Regions from separate parts of the Mus musculus genome. Here region 2 is linked to region 1. Evidence: chromatin contacts called from public Hi-C data. All regions are on one chromosome and are shown on one strand. The core of a region is the stretch at or near the end of the contact, and the rest is flanking DNA. Distances in the headings are between cores, read along the strand shown.

Region 1 (5,230 bases), core at 1,442-3,941:
CAGGTCCTAAAATGATGAGACCAGAACCATTTTGCAACATATCCCAGTACTGACTCAGCCAAAGATCCCTTTTTCTGCCTTCATTTTGAAATGAAAAGCCGAAGTGATGACATTTACTATCATATGGCAAATTGTCACCGTTGTATTTCTGGAGGTAGTGGCTGGACACTGCATGCCTTAGTTTCTGCTGCTATTACAAAGGGCCTGAGCCTGAGCTTTTGTTTGGCTCCCTATTCTTGTGTTGGGAGGGTCCAAACAGCATAGAGCCAGAGTCCTGGTCAGGACCCTCCTACAACAACATAATTACAACATAGTAACAACATAGCAACAACATAGTAACACCATAGCAACAACATAACAAAAGCAGAAGAGGAAGGCAATGGCCTTACTTTCCATGACCCCACTCTTGTACCAGTAACTAGTTCGGAGAGATCAAACTTACACCCTTGAAGAAGAGTATAAATTCCTTCCAGAATTTATGGAAGGATTTAAAACCTTTAAATTCCGTTAAAACATGATTGAAAACCCTTCTTGCTAGCCCCACAAGTTTCTCTGAGTAACTGTATTAGTTGGGATTTCTTCTTCTTCTTCTTCTTCTTCTTCTTCTTCTTCTTCTTCTTCTTCTTCTTCTTCTTCAGATTTATTTATTTATTTCATGTATATGAGTACAACATTGTAGCTGTCTTCGGACACACCAGAAGAGGGCATGAGATCCCATTGCAGATGGTTGTGAGACACCATGTGGTTGCTGGGAATTGAACTCAGGACCTCTAGAAGAGCAGTTAGTGCTCTTAACCATTGAGCCATCTCCAGCCCTTACTTAGGATTTCTGTCACTGTGAAGAGACACCATGACCACAGCAACTCTTATCAAGGAAAGCCTTTAACCAGGACTGGCTTACAATACCAGAGGTTTAGTCCATTATGCACACAGTGGGAAACATGGCAGCCTGCAGGCATTGTTCAATGTCACAGATGATTGCTCTGAAGGCTGCTAATAAATCTGCTCCATATTTACTTAGCTGACAGTCTCAACAAGGCAAGAACCTAGAACTAAGCTCCTGCTGCCAGTCTAACCTCCACCTCGACTCTCACCCATGACCTCAGCCTGACCCCTCTCTCAAACACACTATTCCTAGACAGTCTCAATCAACACCTGACATCAGGCTCTTCCTACCGCTCACTCCACATGATTGATGGGGGCCCCTCTGTTAATGAGCACTTAGGAGTACAGACAAGGAAGCAAGACAAGCTGATGTCTTTCATCTAAGTAGAAGGCGAGTTAATTATGGCTATGAAAGAGGTTAGGGACAAATTGAACTGTGTCTACCAGGCTGTCTTTAAAACCAGGACAACTCTCTCTGTCCCAAGGGCAAATGCCCATTGATGGGTCTCACATCTCTAAACACTGGTACTATAATTTCAGATCCTGGCTGAATTGGTATTCATCTGTCACAGCAAGAAGTCTAGTCTCTGAATCATCTAGCCTAGTCAGCAGGGTCACTACTTCACAATCAAGGTCATGGTTTAACAGCATTCTGCAGGCTTCTTAAATTAGGCCCATCCTAATTCAGACAGCCTAGTGAGGAAAAAAAAAAAAAAAAAAAAGCAACCAACCAACTAAGCCTCCAAATTCCCTCAGAGGGGAGGGGGTGTGGGTAAAAGAATCTTTTCTGTTAAACCTTCTACCGTATGTGGGGCTGGAGAGATGGCTCAGCCTTTAAGGGCACTTGTTGCTCTTGCAGAACAGCAGAGTTCACTTCCCAGCACCCACACTAGGCTGCTCACAATTTAACCTGTTCCAGCTCCAGGGCATCTGATGCCCTCTTCTGGGTTCTTTGGGCACTTGAACACAGTGTGTGTGTGTGTGTGTGTGTGTGTGTGTGTGCGCGCGCGCGCGCTCATGTGTATGTACACACACTTGCTCAGACAGGCACATATACGTACGTACACATAAGTAAAAATAAATATTATACATTAAGGATGGGGATAAAGCTCAATACATAGAGTATCTTCTTAGCAAATAAAAAACCCTGGGCTCCATATTTAGCATCCCATAAAATAGGCATCGTGGTGCATAGTTATAACCCCAGTCCTGGAGAGGAGGAAGGTAGAAAGATCAGAAATTCAGCCGGGCAGTGGTGGTGCATGCCTTTAATCCCAGCACTTGGGAGGCAGAGGCAGGCGGATTTCTGAGCTCGAGGCCAGCCTGGTCTACAGAGTGGGTTCCAGGATAGCCGGGGCTACACAGAGAAAACCTGTCTCAAAAAAACAACAACAAAACAAACAAACAAACAAAGATCAGAAATTCAAGGCTGTCCTTAGGTGTATCACAAGTTTGAGGCTAACCTGAGCTGTATGAGACCCTGTCTTAAAGCAATAACAACAACAAAATGCCTCATGTAGTAGAATTAAGCAGGCAGAAAAGAAATGGGGGGGAGGAAAAGTAGCAGAGGACTGCTTGAGGAGCATCACCTCATGGGTACCCAGCTTTTCCAAGTCTCAGAGGACCAGGCTTGCTGCTCTCCCGACTTAGCAACCAAGCAACCAGTCTGACCTATCACAAAAACAGCCTGGAAAAAAAAAATCGCAGATGCAAAAACTGAGTTTTCAACTCGGGCATGTGACCTGGTGCTAGGATTCAGAACTATGACCTCATTGAGATCAGGCACAACAGGCTGCAAGCCTGAGAAAGGAGGAGAGAGAGGCCTTCTCGCTTCCCCTGGGCTAGTAAGCAAGAACAAAACATGATTTGTTCCGGAAGGAAGTCGTGACTAAAAAAACAGCTTGCTATCTGGGCAAAGTCCCTTTGCAGCCTCTGCTGGCCACCCATCCCCCTCAAGTCCCTTTTAGCTGGAGACCCCCCTGCTGATGGCGCTTAAGAGGCCAGAAGGGGCCCATAATGAGAGGCCACACACGCAAAACAAGAGATTCCCACTGCCATAACAAGGATCAGAATGGTCAAAACCATAAGCGCCCACCACAGCTCAGCGGGCGTAGGCGTGGAATTTAGTGGCCAGCGTGGGTTGAAAGTCATAATAGAGTCTAATGTTATATAATGTATTTGAACTATGAAGACTTTTTAAATTACATTTATTTATTTATTTTGTATTCGTGTGTAACAGTGTGACTGTGGAGGTCAGAGAACAACTGTGGGGATCAGTTCTCTCCTTCCACCATGTGCGTCCTGGGAATTGAACTCAGGTAATTAGGCTTGGTAGCAAGTACCTTTATCCACTGATCTATCTTACCAGTCCCTGAAGCCGCTTGAAAAGAAATAGATTTATTTTATTTGTAATTATGTGAATGTGTGTGGGTATGTGTACATGGGCGCTAGTGCCCACAGAGACCAGATAGATGAAGATGTTGGATCCCTGTTGTTGGAGTTGGTTGTGGCTGCTGGGAACAGAACCCCAGTCCTGTGGAAGAGCAGTACTGACTCCAACCCACTGAGCCATCTTTCTAGCCGAGGGTTTGTTTTTTTAATTTATATTTTTGGTGTTGGTGTTGGTTTTTCATCCTGTTTTATTTTTTTCCAGGAGCTCACTATATAGACCAGGCTGGCCTTGAGGTTCCACTGACTTCTGACTCCCAAGTGCTGGGATTAAAGGCGGTGCCACAGCATCCTGCTTGGCCTGAGCGCTTTCTCTCTCTCTCTCTCTCTCTCTCTCTCTCTCCCTCTCTCTCTCTCTCTCTCTCTCTCTCTCTCCCTCTCTCTCTCCTTCTCTCTCTCTCTCTCTGTCTCCCTCCCTCTCTCTTTTTTTAAGATTTATTTTTACAAGTACACTGTCGCTGTCTTCAGACCCACCAGAAGAGGACATCAGATCCCATTACAGATGGTTGTGAGCCACCATGTGGTTGCTGGGAATTGAACTCAGGACCTCTGGAAGAACAGTCTCTTAACCACTGAACCATCTCTCTAGACCTGGCCTGAGCTTGTAAAATTTATGTTTATTTAACTAAGTAGCCTTAATAACTACAAAGGGCTTGCCACCCTTGCTTCTGGATATTTTAGGGTACAAGCCTAGGCCCTGGCAGCCCCCTGTGGTCACCTACATGTCCTCACTTTACCAATTAAAGAGACAAGAAATATCAAAGTATAGGGAAAGAGGTTTATCCATGTGACCATACTGAGAAAGGAACAAATAAAGAGTTTCAGGTCCCACCCACCCAGCAAGTTCACCTCACTGGCACTGACGGTTTTAAATGGAAGGCATGAGATATATGCATACATAATTAAACAGTCCTAACCAGGGTGTGTTCCCTCTCATCACTGACTGACCCATTATTGTCTGGCTCCTGTGTGTGTCCAAGGTGGTCTGACAAGTTGTCAGAAGCTCCTCCTGGAACACAAGCTCCTCATCCGATGGCATGGGATTGCGGGGACATTAATTCTTTGGAATGCTTTGTATCACTAGTCTGATAGCCAAAAGAAGAGGTATAACTATCTCTTTAGGGTAAGGGTTCTTTTTTTTTTTTCCCCCGAGACAGGCAGGGTTTCTCTGTGTAGCCCTGGCTGTCCTAAAACTCACTCTGTAGACCAGGCTGGCCTCGAACTCAGAAATCCACATGCCTCTGCCTCCCAAGTTCTGGGTTAAAGGTGTGAGCCACCACTGCCCCGCTAGAGTAGGGGCTCTTAACCTGTGGGTGGAACAATCCTTTCACGGGGGTCTTGTAAGATCATTGGAAAACTCAGGTAAGAGTCACAACAGTAGCAAAATTACTGTCACAAAGCAGCAAGGAAATCATGTTATAGCTGGGGTGACTACAACATGGGGAATTGTATGAAAGGGCTGCAGCATTGGGAAGGTTGAGAACCTCTGATATAGAGTTTCTCCTCTCTGACAGCAGTTACAGTCTGCCGGCCTTCAAGCTTAACCCGAGTAAAAGACAATACTTACCGTATTGTCTCCACTGTGTTCAAGGCATGTTGTGGAATTTTACTCTTGCCATAAATACACATTTTATATCTGATTTCCCTAATGCCTGTGGACAAACTGCTGAATCACTGGACAAATTGATTCAGTGGCCTCATTGGCAGTGGGGCACCAAAATTTAAAAAGTAGCCTGGGGAACAGGACAGCAGGAGCCTCCTCACCCTGACATTTACTCGAATTAGAAACAAATCATTTAAAATATTGATGCTGAGAGTACGCAGATGCCCGAGAACGGACACACTAATTCTTAGGAGTTTTCCTTACATTTACTTATTGAACATTCAGAAGGGCGAT
Region 2 (5,230 bases), core at 1,468-3,967, 130 kb before region 1:
TGTGAATCTGTCACTTGGGGTGGCCTTGGACGTCCTTTCTAGTCTTTGGGAAGACTTGGAGTCTGGGACTATTCAGACTCTTTTCTCTGACTCCTTCCAACCACTGAAACAAGCAAGACAAACGGAACTTTGCTTCTGAGCGGAGTTGCCTTACTCTATCCCTTTCTGACTATCATCTTCCCACAGAGCCCAGCAGTTAAGGTGCTGAGAGGAAAACCTGAATGGTCTATTCTTTGCTCCAGGGACACTGTGGGATCCAGCCCTCCCCTTCCCTAGGTGTCCTTCTGTGCCCCTTCTTAGCAGGATTCTTCCAGCTATGGATGACAAGTTCCTGCTGGATCTCAGCCACTCGATGCCCCACCCTGGCTCTCGCGCAAGGTCAACCCCAGCCAAGCTCAACTGAGGCGGGATAGTTGCTTCTCCTAGAGGCGACCGACCTTTCAAATGCTTCTAGAGAAGCCCACCCTCGGTTAAGAGCACTGGCTGCTCTTCCAGAGGACGCTAATTCAGTTCTCAGTACCTACAAGAAGGCTCACAACCACCTGTAACTTCAGTGTCAGGGGTCTCAACACTCTCTTCCGGACCCCAGAGGCATCGGGTATATGTTTGGTACACACATGAAAGCAAAATAATCAGATGTATAAAATTAATAATTCTAAAAAAAAAAAAAAGCCAAATTGAAACAAAGAATACTCCTCTACCTGTACAGCGAAGGATCAGCTTCAGAGCCAGAGAGATGCTCATCGGGGAGACGCTCGCTCACCATGTGGCTGAGTGGATCTGTAGGACATCACAGAAGTGGAAGAGGGAAACCAAGCCCAAGCCATAAGTAAATAACTCATTTATCTACTAATTTATTTTAGGTTTTCGAGACAGGGTTTCTCTGTACTCTGTGTAGCCCTGGCTGTCCTGAAACTCACTCTGTAGACCAGGCTGCTCTGAACTCAAGAGATCCCCCTGCCTCTGCCTCCCAGTGCTGGGATTAAAGGTGTGCGCCACCACTGCTCAGCTTAATCTTTTTTTTTTTTCTTGTAATGAACCCCTTTCACCCAAAGAGAGCTCAGGCCTTTACCCTGGCTCGTCGCCCAGGGGAACAGACTTGAAATTTGCCTCGTTGCTTATCATCAGTGGCTGGAAGGTAACAGTTTCCCAAGAATTGACTGTGTCCCTAGGCCTACAGAACATGACTGTGTCCAACTTTACAACAGTCACAGTTAATATATATATATTTGTAAGTGGGGTATGGTGGCTTATATCTGTAACTTCAACACTTGAGAGGTGGAGGCAGGAGAGTGACCATGAATCTGAGGGCAGCCTTACCTATATAAGTTCCTAGGTAGCTTTGACTTCAGAGTGAGACCCTTCAAATTTTTTTATTTTAAAAGTTAAAAAGAAAGAAAGAAAAAAAGAAAGAAAGAAAGAAAGAAAGAAAGAAAGAAAGAAAGAAAGAAAGAAAGAAAGGAGGAAGGAAGGAAAGAAGAAGGGAAGGAAGGCTTATATATTATAAACATCTTCAGTTTTTATTAATTAAATAACAGTAATGGAAAAATAATTTAACACACAATGACAACCTTAGCAACAACTATTTCTAGATGGTCTTCCAGAAATGAGAAGTCAGAATTGGAGGCAGGGACTTGGGGGATATGAAGAACCCTTTCTACTCTGTAAAACAGAGCTTCGCTTCCAAGCAGATGGCAGGGGTGCGGTGCTCACTGCTGGTGGGGGGCAATGAGTACCTCGACAGGGCCTGCATTCGTTAGATTAAGGCAGTGGGCTGGGGGCAGGGTGCTGACTGAGAGGGTGAGAGAGGGCTGTTTCCTGGTTAGTGAAGGATATGTTTTAAGTTCATTGAAAAGGCAGCCAGCCATTCTTGGGCCAATGAGATGGCTCAGGAGGGAAGGTGCTTGCCGCCAAGCTTGTGAGTCTGAGTTCAAGGATCCACACGGTGCAAAGAGAGACCCGGTCTCCTGACCTCCACACTGATGCTGTAGTGCACATAGATACACACATGCTCACATGAAGTAATTTAAAAAAATTTTTTTTTAAATCAGCCATTTCTCAGGCTTCTGTCTAAGGTAGGAAAAATCTTCAACCTAGCCCAGAACCTCCATATAGGTAAAGCCTCATTCCATGGTCCTGCCTGCCCCACTCCATGTCACCTCTCTGTCTCCAAAGACCACAAACTTGTAAGATCAGCTGGTCTAGGATGCGAGAAGGTCTGCCTCCATCATCCTTCTATGAGGTAAGACCCCAGAGTCAGCTTTCCCAAGATATCAGAGTTTCCAAGGGGCCCCCATAGCAGGAAGCAGCTAGGCCCAGGTGTGCTCAAGGCAGACTTTCTTGATATTACTCTGTCTTTCCCCAGGGCGACACCAGCACCCTCGGACACCTGTGACCTCTTCCTTCTCTGCAGGAGGAGAGCCAGTGGCAACCCTACGCTGATAAGATTAGTCTGAAAGGCCGATTATGGTGTAATTTCCTATGCTGAAACTTTGTAGATTTAAAAAAAAAGGGGGGGGAGGGGTGTTTCATTTTCCAATTGGTCTGATTTCACAGGAAAATTTACCTGTTTCTCTTTTTTCTCCTGGAAGAGAGGTGCTGATTGGCCCAGAATAACTGACAATCTGGTGTAATAAAATTTTCCAATGTAAACTCATTTTCCCTTGGTTTCAGCAACTTTAACTCTATATATAGAGAGACCTCTGCCAGCATTGCATTGTTAGCATCTCTTGATAAACTTAATTGTCTCTCGTCACTGACGGCACAGAGCTATTGATGGGTCTCAACCCCCAGCTAGTTGTCATCCTGCTCTTCTTTCTCGAATGTACCAGGAGCCATATCCACGGATGCGACAAAAATCACTTGAGAGAGATCATCGGCATTTTGAACGAGGTCACAGGAGAAGGGGTAAGTACCTATCTGGCACCATCTCTCCAGATACCCAGGTGATACTGCTGGGGCGATTCTAGGCTTGGAGAGCTGAGTTGCTAGAGAGGTGGACGGACGGCAGGTGGCTGAGGCAGGACTAGGGACAAAGCTCAAGAGACCCTGCTACTTCCACCTTGGAGGCAGAGGGAGTCTCCCGGGTGGGGGGTGGGAGGTGTAGCGATGCTTTCTCTGTCCTGCTTGGATTAACTTTTATCTTTTGCTCTGTCTGCATCAAGACGCCATGCACGGAGATGGATGTGCCAAACGTCCTCACAGCAACGAAGGTAAGTGGACCTGAGGGGTCTGCTGTGGCATATTCTGGAGGTGGGAGAGGAAGGTCTCACACACACACACACACACACACACACACACACACACACACACACACACGAATCTGAATGAGAAATGCCTGTGATAGAAACCCAGGAGGCCCAAAGGAGGTGCTTTTATCCTTTGTGGAGGCTGAGTTGCACTCCTCAGTTTCGGATTTCACTAGACTCAGAAGACAAGTCAGAGAAAGCCAGGATTTATTCATTGTAACTCAGATAAGAGTACAGATATCTAGAGTCCTACCTGGCCTTGCTTGATACGGTATCTAGATCTAGATCATAGGAGACACACAATTTGTGCTGTTGAGTGAGAAAATTCTCTCTCTCTCTCTCTCTCTCTCTCTCTCTCTCTCACTCTCAGGCCATGCATTTCTGAAAAAAAAAAAAAAACCCAAATACTCTCTCAAATACAGATATGAAGATTAGAGGTTGAGAAGGCTTTTGCTTTGTCTATGAGACTTCGTATGGTCCCTACAGGCCTCTTTCTGGTCACCTAACAGTCATCTGATGGTGGCCCACTGCAGGGCCTCCTCAGCTCACTCTGTTCCACCCCATTCCCCTAGCTATCCCCTAGCTGGGAGCTGTCCTCTGGCTGGAGTCTGACCATCCCTGCTTCTGCTTGGACATCTCTCTTCCCTTTCTGCCTGCTGCTCTGCCCTGCCCCCCGCCCCTCCATTTGTAGTGGGAGGGGACAGATGTGACAGGCTGATAGTGCATTTTCTCTGACAAACACATGACTTGGCTATGCTGTATCAATAGCTTTGTGCATTTCAGTTCCTGTTTTCATGGAAACACACCACTGAGAATGAAAGGCCCCAAAGTCTTGACTTACCAGTGGTCTCCAGACTGCCTGCTTTTCACATGAGGTCAGGAACAAAGACCTGTGGGGTGGTTGGGGTGACAGACCTGTACCCAAGCCATGGATAGGATTCATCCTGCTTCACCAGAGATCTGTCCTCCCGGCTCGATCCGGATGGTCCCATTCTATTCAAGATTACTCCAGGAGTCTGATGCAGAATGAGTTTCTGAAGGACAGATGTACATGTATGTATATATGTGTACATTCATATGGATATATGTGTCTACATATGTGTCTGTCTCTTTCTCTATCTATCAATATATATCTATCTCACTGTTTTCTACAGATGCAAACTTAAGTATTTCCCAATTCTGAGTCCTACCAGAAACTGAGTCTACTGTCCTGCCCTAGCAAACGCCAGGGCAGGGACCAGCTCTTGAGGACTGGGACCAGAGGAATTGTGGGGTCTGGGTGTGAGAGCCTTTGCTTTTGGCTGCAATTCTGCCGTTCACTAACAGAATGGCCCTTGGTAGGTCTTCATAAACGTTGGAGGTCCGGTGTTTACTTTTGGGGATACAAAGGTTGATTCTGAGGTCATATGAGGGCAGCTGTAAGAATTTAACTGAAAGTGTCTGTGGACGGCTCTAGGACTCGGACCAAAGGCACAGCCTGGCTTCTGAGATGCAATGAGTCTGAGGAAGGGCCGTCAGCCAGGCAAGCCTACAGGGCTCCAAGTCTGGGTCCCCTCCTTGGAGGCTGTTCTGGAAGACTGCATGCACCCACTCCCACCCCTTAGCTCTCATGCTGGCTTTCCTCTTACCCACTCCCACCCCCTAGCTCTCATGGCGGCTTTCCTCTTTCCCACTCCCACCCCTTAACTCTCATGGCGGCTTTCCTCTTACCCACTCCCACCCCTTAGCTCTCATGCTGGCTTTCCTCTTACCCACTCCCACCCCTTAGCTCTCATGGCGGCTTTCCTCTTACCCAATCTGCCCCAGCGTTTACATGAGCTTGAAAAAGCCTTCCATGGCTTCCTTCACACTCGCCTGTTTTGTGGCTCTTCCCTGAGCTGCTTCAGTGCCTCCTGGGTAATTGATTTTCCGCTTCTCCCATTCGGTCTGTCTCTCAAACACTTTGCTTACCTTCACAATATGGCTTATTCACACCCCTCAAA

Evidence for each region. Hi-C and Micro-C count contacts between places; a contact is called where the count stands out from the background.
Region 2: a Hi-C map of bone marrow-derived macrophages shows a contact between it and region 1, with 39 read pairs. The contact joins the promoter of Il4 here to the enhancer-like site in region 1. A contact is called at or near these places in 8 of 39 promoter capture datasets (the C10 cell line, the HPC-7 cell line, Sertoli cells and 5 more), 2 of 15 datasets of contacts at CTCF or cohesin (embryonic stem cells and large pre-B cells), 22 of 484 Hi-C or Micro-C datasets (the Ba/F3 cell line, CD4 T cells, CD8 T cells and 7 more), 4 of 115 datasets of contacts at active chromatin or transcription factors (embryonic hindbrain, embryonic stem cells and fetal liver) and 4 of 9 other capture datasets (adipose tissue, embryonic stem cells, liver and 1 more).

Annotation. Positions count from the first base shown.
Region 1 is chr11:53,489,667-53,494,896 of GRCm38.p6, reverse strand. No RefSeq gene overlaps it. Among named protein-coding and RNA genes, the nearest start is that of Gm19835, 4.7 kb to the right of the region's middle. Within about 2 kb of position 2,691, at least 60 of the 459 cell types and tissues checked have an H3K27ac peak or open chromatin away from gene starts, as enhancers often do. A contact at or near this core is called in the HPC-7 cell line, adipose tissue, bone marrow-derived macrophages and 2 more, where this site is marked.
Region 2 is chr11:53,616,152-53,621,381 of GRCm38.p6, reverse strand. Il4 (interleukin 4) reads left to right here and starts at 2,717. Exons shown (of 4, transcript NM_021283.2): 1 at 2,717-2,907; 2 at 3,165-3,212. The coding sequence starts at 2,776.